Regions from separate parts of the Mus musculus genome. Here region 2 is linked to region 1. The links are chromatin contacts, called in public Hi-C maps. All regions are on one chromosome and are shown on one strand. The core of a region is the stretch at or near the end of the contact, and the rest is flanking DNA. Distances in the headings are between cores, read along the strand shown. Region 1 holds the start of Igsf8 (immunoglobulin superfamily, member 8). Region 2 holds the start of Ackr1 (atypical chemokine receptor 1 (Duffy blood group)).

Region 1 (3,649 bases), core at 806-3,305:
TTTTGGGAGGGGTGTGTAAACGTTCTCCTAGCCCAGCCCCTAACCCCTGTGTACTGGCACGGGAGTCCCTTTGTCCCAAGCTACAAGGTAATCTCCTGGAAGAGAGCTCCTCCTACTCCATCCCATATGCTTATACCGAGTGCTGACTGTTAACTTGTTTATTCAAAACACGCAGGATATCCCTGAGAGTTGGGGACCTTGAAAGCCTTGCTGACTAGGGCACTACTAAAATCCAGTACAAGGTCTGGCCCGCTCAGTACCCTGCAACATGAATGAGTTTTCGCCCTTAACAGAGTGAACAGTGGAGTACAAGAAAAGATGGGAACCGTCAGACTTGAGGTTTTGTGGATTTGTTTTGTTTTGCTCTTTTGTTTGTTTTGAGACAGGATATATGTGGTTTTGGCTGGCCTGGAAGTCACAGAGATCCATCTGCCTCTGCCTCCTGCGTGCTAGGGTGTGCACACCAGACCTGAGCTTTAAAGTAACACTTTAGTTACCTTAAAATCTGTGTGGCCTTGGGCAAGACACATAACTATTTTAAAAGGCCAGGTCTCTCTTGTGTTAAATGACTTTGCTTGTAAAATAACCTGTAAAGTTTAGAAAGGATATCTTCAGGTGGTGGCGGTGTTATTGTGAAACCATCCCATAAATGGCTATGATGATGATAATCATGATGTTGTGATGGTGATGGTGATGATGATGATGATGACCGACTTTCAAACCGGTACCAGAAAGTCATTCAATCCACTCAACCTCCAGCTAAAGGGAGAATGCTTTCTCCCAAAGTCTCCCGGTAGCTTGCAGTTTTCACATGGCTCAACATGGCTTCTAGAGAAACAGTGTGAAGAAACCAGGCTTGGGATATATCCAGGTGACAAGGAGCAGGTCCCTTAGCCTCTTGCTAGGCAGTCTTGGGCGACCAGGGTTGGAGTTCTGACTTCCCTATAGATTCCCTATCAGTGTTTCTCTGTGGTTGCTGAATGTGGCTTCCACTGGCAGCCCCACGAATACGACTTCTGAGAAGAGGAAGTCACCGCTGGCCCGGATCTCTTTTCCTGTCTGTGCCTCAGTTTTCTCAATAGGAAGCAGTAAGCGAGGGAGCAGGGGTGAAGGGGACAAGTAGGGAATGGAGGTGAAGATCTAGACGTGTTCTAGGCCACTTCCCCCTAATGGGCACTTCCGCGCCCTGGTTTTGCAGGCTGAGCCGCCCCTTCTTCCCATCCTGGCCCCACCCTACTCTCCGCCTTTTTCACAGTTGGAGACATGGCTTTGGGAAGAGGTTTCTCTTCCTTTTTCCTACCTCCAGGCTAGCTCCACCTTCCCCAGCAAAGAGGTGTGTTACGTCCTCTCGTTGGAGACTCCAATTGGTAGAAAGCAGTTTAACGCAAAAACAAAACACCCCCATAGTTACCGTGTGCATGAAACGTATGTGCATGATCTCAGCTAATAATCGCCGTAACTCCTCGAGTGTTTACAATCTCTGTTCCGTACGTGGCGGGGGGGGGGGGGGAAGTGAGCTTGAAAGCATTGAGCTGAACAAGGATCTTCCAGCTAGGAAGTCTGGACCGCTAACCCACTTCCCTTTCGCTTTGCATTCTGACCGGGTATTAGAACAGATTTCCAGCGATCTTCCAGGACTCTGAAGCCCCTTTGGGTCCGCTTCACGTCCAGGAAACCGTGGGTCAGGCCATGCCTACATAAATCAGCAGGGTTTGCTGCCAAGACTCAGTGGCCCACATCACCCAATTGGATTCTGAGTGCGTAACCACAGTCACCCCATCATGCATCCCCAGAGGCCCTGCAAGCACCCCATTCTCCCTGGAAGGCTGGCAGGTGCAGGGCGGGGTGCCCTCTGAGCGAGGAAATGGGGGTAGAGGAGCCCAGGTGCCGCCAGTTCGCCCAGCCTGAGGCCAGAGGCGGAGCCACCATCAGGGTCGAAGTCTGGCCCAGGCGACGGCCTGGGGCGGGGCGAGGCGGGGGCGGGGCCGGGCAGCGGGGCGCGGCTGGGACTGGTCTCCCGAGCTGCGGAGGGCGGGAAGAGCGGCGGGAGGAGGGGAAGAAGGGTGGAGGGCGGGGAGTTGGCGGCTCCCGCTCGGCTGGGCTCTGCGCACCCACGCTTCACTGCTCCGCTTTCTGCCCCCCACCTGGGCATGCGCCCCCCGCGGCCCTGGCCCCCCAGAGCCCACGCCGCCCCCAGGAGTCTCCTCAGAGCCGCCTACGCAGAATGGGCGTCCCTAGCCCCACGCCGCTGAGTTCGCTCCTGCTGCTGCTGCTAATACTTGGTAAGCCAGGTGGTGGTCGCCGCGTCCCTGTCCCGGCCGGGTAGGTGCCTAACACCGTGCAGCCCACCAGCCCACCTTCCTAGCATTTCAGAGCTGGTTGCATCCCTACTTCTCCAACAGACGTGCCTCCACTGTCTCTGGGCTCGGCGTCTCGCTTCCTTTTGCGCCTGTCTGCCCAATCAGTTATGGGGAGGGTGGTGGTGTCCTCGCTCTAGGTTCCTAGCTGGGGCATATGGGCGACCTACTGAGGTATCCCCTGAGACACCATCGGGCCTCCGGAGGCAGGCACCACTTCTCATCGGTTACACCCAGCGTCTGGGGTCGTTGCTACCAAATACCGTGACAACCTTCTGCCCCACTCTCGGCTCAAGGCCTGGTTTTGGGTGTTTGCTCTGCGTGGGCAGTGCCTGGCGGTCTTCATAATTGCCTAGAGTTGGCTGGAGGCCCAGGGGCTGATTCTGACCACGATCTCTGAAAAAAGTCTCCCCAACACCCCCACCTCCCAATATAACATGTCACCATCTGAGGCTTCTTCCCTCACGTGTCTCCACCCTGGGCCAGTTCCCTCTTTGCCCTTCTTCCACGCTCCCAGATATTTGCCTGGTTGTCAGACTCAGTTGGTCCCAACATCCCTGCCTCAGGAGAAACCAGGCTCCATGGAAACTGAACCTGGGATCTCTAAGCACCCAGTGTCTGTCCTGGTGGGTGTTTATGATGGTGTGTTTTCTGGGCCAACCTTGCGTCATGTCTGGTGTGTGTGTGTGAGTGTGAGTGTGTGTGTGTTGAGGCCTGTGGAGGTTGCTAACATTACCATGTTTGGGGTCTGACTTGGAGGGCTCCCTGTAGGAGGTGTTCTGGGAAAGATATGGCATGGAGCAGTTGCCAGGAGACTGAAGCCCTTGAAAGGAACGTGTGTGTGTGTGTGTGTGTGTGTGTGTGTGTGTGTGTGTGTTATGCATATGGAGAAGATACTATAGTGGGGCACCCCAACCTCCTTCTCTGGTTTATACCAGAACTGCGCAGTGTTGTACAGAATGGTTCCTTGGGCTTCTTGGGGCCAGGATGAAAACTCCTTTGGGAACAAGGCGGGAGGCAGAGTGATGTAGGGAGTTGAAGGAGCTGTGGGGCTTGGTTGCCTAGCGATTGCTTCTTTTCCTTTGGGCTTAACCCGAGCAGGGATGAGCCCAGGGGTGGTTGGGAGGAGTGAGTGTTATTCAGGGGCGGGAGAGGAGCTGAATGTCATCTTAGCCCACTGCAGCCAGCACTGGCATTCACTTCACAGATGATGTGAAATACCACTGTGTATCCAGTGAGGGTGGGGGGTGGATTTGAACTCAGAACTGACTCCAAAGCAGACCTTTGGCTGT
Region 2 (3,652 bases), core at 227-2,726, 1.0 Mb after region 1:
CTGATGGCAGAACAGGGCCAGGAGCAGTGGGGTAGCCACACAGTGCAGCATACTCAGGGCTTCTGTCACATTCAGCATCGCATCAAGAATCTTCTGGGATTGGCATGTATACAGAAGAACAATTTTGGACCTCACCAAAGCATCAAATATGAGAACCATCCCATGAGGCCACCAGAAAATGAACCAGATCCACAAGACACTAACCCAGGGGCCAGGCCCCTTGCTCAGTGCTATCTTCAGCCCCTTGGCTGCCAAAAGAGTCGGTGGCAATACAGTGAAGATGGTAAAACAGATGGCATAATGCATGTACTTCAAAGCTTCCATGTCTCTGGAGGATGGAAAGGCGCAGAAGCCATTGTAAGCATCACTGGCCAGGGCGACTGGCAGCCCTAAGAGGGCAGCTGCTCCCCAAAGTCCCACACTGAGTCCCAAGGTGAAGCCACGGAGTTGACCAATATTCAGTCTGGGGTTCAGGCAAGCATAGCATCCTATCAACAGAGCTTGGGCAAAAGCAGAAGTATACCATACCCAGTAGCCCAGGTTGCATAGGGCTGTGCTGTGGGCGCTGTGTAAGCCTGGTGCCAGGATGGGCACTGCAATGCTGAACAGGGCACTGCCCACTGCTAACTCTGCCAGAATGGGCCAGCTGGGGCAAATCTGCCAGTGGAAGAAAGGTCTGAGAATCGCGAAGAGGATGCCGCCACTTGCCAGCATGCCCAGGACACTGGTGAGCATGAAGAAGGGAAGGGAAGACCTGCCAAGCAGATTACAGGAGTAGCAGGGAGCAGCTGGTGTCAGGCTGTAGTCACTCGAGAGTTCATAGGAGTAGTTATCTTCAAACGAATAATTCCAGCTGTCGAAAGTAAACTGAGTTCCATTCTTGTCTAGTGAAAGGTTTTCCACCTACAAAGTACACCCAGAAAGGACAGTCAGGGCATCTAGCACCTCAATAAAGAGGCTGGGGTATGTGCAGGGCTAGATAGAAGGGGCATTTGGGTTTGGAGAAAAGGGGATCTCCCGGCAGGTCATAGGTGCAGAGAGCATGGTGAACAGGGAAGCTGAGGAGGAGCCTGAATGGACGGAGCCACAGAGAAACCTGGTCCAAGTTGTGTAGAGATCTAAGAGAGCAGATAGATGGAGGGAAGGTGGGGACAGACCTACTGGGACTGCCTGAAAGATGGAGAGAGGAGAAATAGAGTGAGAATGGGAAATAGGAAAGAAAGGGAAAGGATTTTTTTGAAACTGAGAACAAAGAAAAGGGCATGAGAGATTATGAGAAAAGAAAAGTTGAAAATCCTGAGAAGAAAGTAGAAGAAGCAGTAGGACAGAGGCAAGGGTTATGGAACATGGTCCCCACACTCACCGGATACAGACAGTTCCCCATGGCACTGCAGGCTCAGGGCAGAGAAGTACAGGGCCTGGACTCTGTCAGCAGCTGTGGCTCCAAGATAAGTGCCCAGGGCTAATGACTTCTCTCGGGTTCTAGGCAGAGCCAGGGTGTGTGTGTGTATATATATATATATTCAGAGTCACACTCAGGAAGCTCAACCTCACACCCACAGGCTTCTTAAACCTTGGGCTAGCATCGGGCACCATCCTGGGGCTTCCTGTTTTGAAGTTGGATTTGCCTGATCAGAATGACCTCAGGAAACGAACACGGTGAGGTCCACAAAGGGGGAATTTTCCCAAAGGTGACAAGGGGATCTTTCCAGCAAAGGAAGGATGAGGGGCCAGGGGTGACTGGTGAAGCAGAGATAAGAGCCGCACTGGGAAGGTGGAGTGACCAGGCGTCTGATGACTCTCTCTGTTCTCTCTTTCTTTGAATGAGATCCAAAGAAAGAGTTCAAAAGATCCCCTGTTTGGGGGGAAGGTGGGCTAATGGTATTTGGGGTTGGCTCTATCCAGACAGAGTAGGCCTTCAGTTGGAGGCCTTTTGTGCGTGGCAGCACGAGTAGAGGAATGCACATATTTATCTGTGTGTCTGTGTTGGGTATCAGTGTGCCCCCATCTGAGTGCTAGGTGCTGGGTGGTGCTTGGGTGTGGGCATTGTTATCTAGAGCTATGGGTGCTAGAGTGTATGAGGGACTGGAGACTGGAGGCCTGTCAAGGCTCTGTAAAGACTCTCCTTCAGGGAGCAATTGGGCATTTGCCTTACCACCTATGGACTCAATGAATGCATCTCTCACACCAAGAGGAACACATGGTCTGACACATCAAAATAGGCTCTGTGGGACCATGGGATAGCATACTTTAATGTGAGACTATAGCCTATTGGGTAATCTCTATTCATATTCTGTTGTGAAACATACAGACTGTGAGAATGCTTCATTGGTTTGGCATCTCGGCAATAGGTAAAGTTTCTGATGGGAGGTAGAATTGTTATTTCTCTGGCCAGGAGAAATACAGGATACATGTTCAATATGTGGGTTCCCATTAACCCTCTCGGATGAGTACCCAGGTCAAATTTCAGGTGTATCAGGAGGGAGCTAAAAAGAGAGTTTGGCAAAAAAAGAAAAAAAAATGGGTGAAGCTTTCCTTCCCGCATAGCGTTGCTCAGGTCTTTACCTCCATCACAGAGGCGGCCAGCATTGCTGGACAGAGGGTAACGGGGTAGCAGTCGGGTGGCATGCTTTAAATGCAAATATTCTCTGGAAAGCAAAGGACTCAGACACTCTCTGTCCCTCGATTCCACATACAGATGCTCCACAGAGCAGCATGGCAAGGATGCAGTTCCCTTTGAGTGCCAGGTGCCCGGGACATGAGGACAGCCCTTATTTACATGCAGCCCAGCCAGCAGTGAGAGGAGCAGAAAGGAGGCAGCCTGACCACATGGATAATCCAGATATATTGAGGGTGGTCCCTCTGAGATTAGCACAGGAGAGTTAGAAAGATTATAAAGATACACGGTCCCCTCCCTGCTCCCTTCCCCCACTCCCACCCCCACCCACAGACAGACACACACAGCACAACAGCCCCCTCTCCCCCCGCCCCCCTGGTACAAATATGGCTTCTGTGTAATATGGACAGAGTGGTTCAGCTCGAAGAGGAAAAGTTGTTTCCCCAAAAGCGGGTGCTGGGAGACAAGGAGCCCAGACAGGAGCCCATCCCTGGGACCCAGGGCTCCCTTGCTGCTATAAGAGGAGAAGTCCTGGCTAAGTGAGGGGCTACCTGGGGTGCCCAGATTCCTAACCAGGGGCTGGAAGATTCATGAAGGTATTACCTGAACTGAAGGAGTGGGCAGGCCTGCTGGATTGCAGCTGCCCCATTTTGCACACCTGTTGTCAGAGCAGGGAGGACATGCCGGAGGAGGGGGAGTATGATGCCCAAGAGCATCCTGGGTCTAAGGGACAGGGCCAGCCAGGATGGAGAGAGTGAGCAACTCCTCTCCACAGCAACCAGCTTGGCCATAAGAAGGAAGACAGTCAACCAAAAGCTGATATGAGTACCCAGTCGTCTAGTCACTGGGTACAGAAGATGGGGATCCAGGGTCAGTGCCAGGGAGAGGGGTGCATAGCAGAGACGGTGGCCCTAGCCCATGGCTCAGAGATGGGAGGTCCAGGGAAAGGTGGCGAATGCATGGTATTTCAGAGAGGGTCAAAATGCACAGCCCGATAAACCACTTCCTGGGACTCCTCTCTCTCACGTAGGCATC

The links. A called contact is a pair of places that touch in the nucleus more often than the background predicts.
Region 2: a Hi-C map of the G1E-ER4 cell line shows a contact between it and region 1, with 3 times the contacts expected there. The contact joins the promoter of Ackr1 here to the promoter of Igsf8 in region 1.

Annotation. Positions count from the first base shown.
Region 1 is chr1:172,310,312-172,313,960 of GRCm38.p6, forward strand. Igsf8 (immunoglobulin superfamily, member 8) reads left to right here and starts at 2,056. Exons shown (of 7, transcript NM_080419.2): 1 at 2,056-2,282. The coding sequence starts at 2,225.
Region 2 is chr1:173,332,027-173,335,678 of GRCm38.p6, forward strand. Ackr1 (atypical chemokine receptor 1 (Duffy blood group)) reads right to left here and starts at 1,477. Exons shown (of 2, transcript NM_010045.2): 1 at 1,364-1,477; 2 at 1-903. The coding sequence starts at 1,384. It overlaps Cadm3 (cell adhesion molecule 3), which reads right to left. Exons shown (of 9, transcript NM_053199.3): 9 at 2,228-3,652.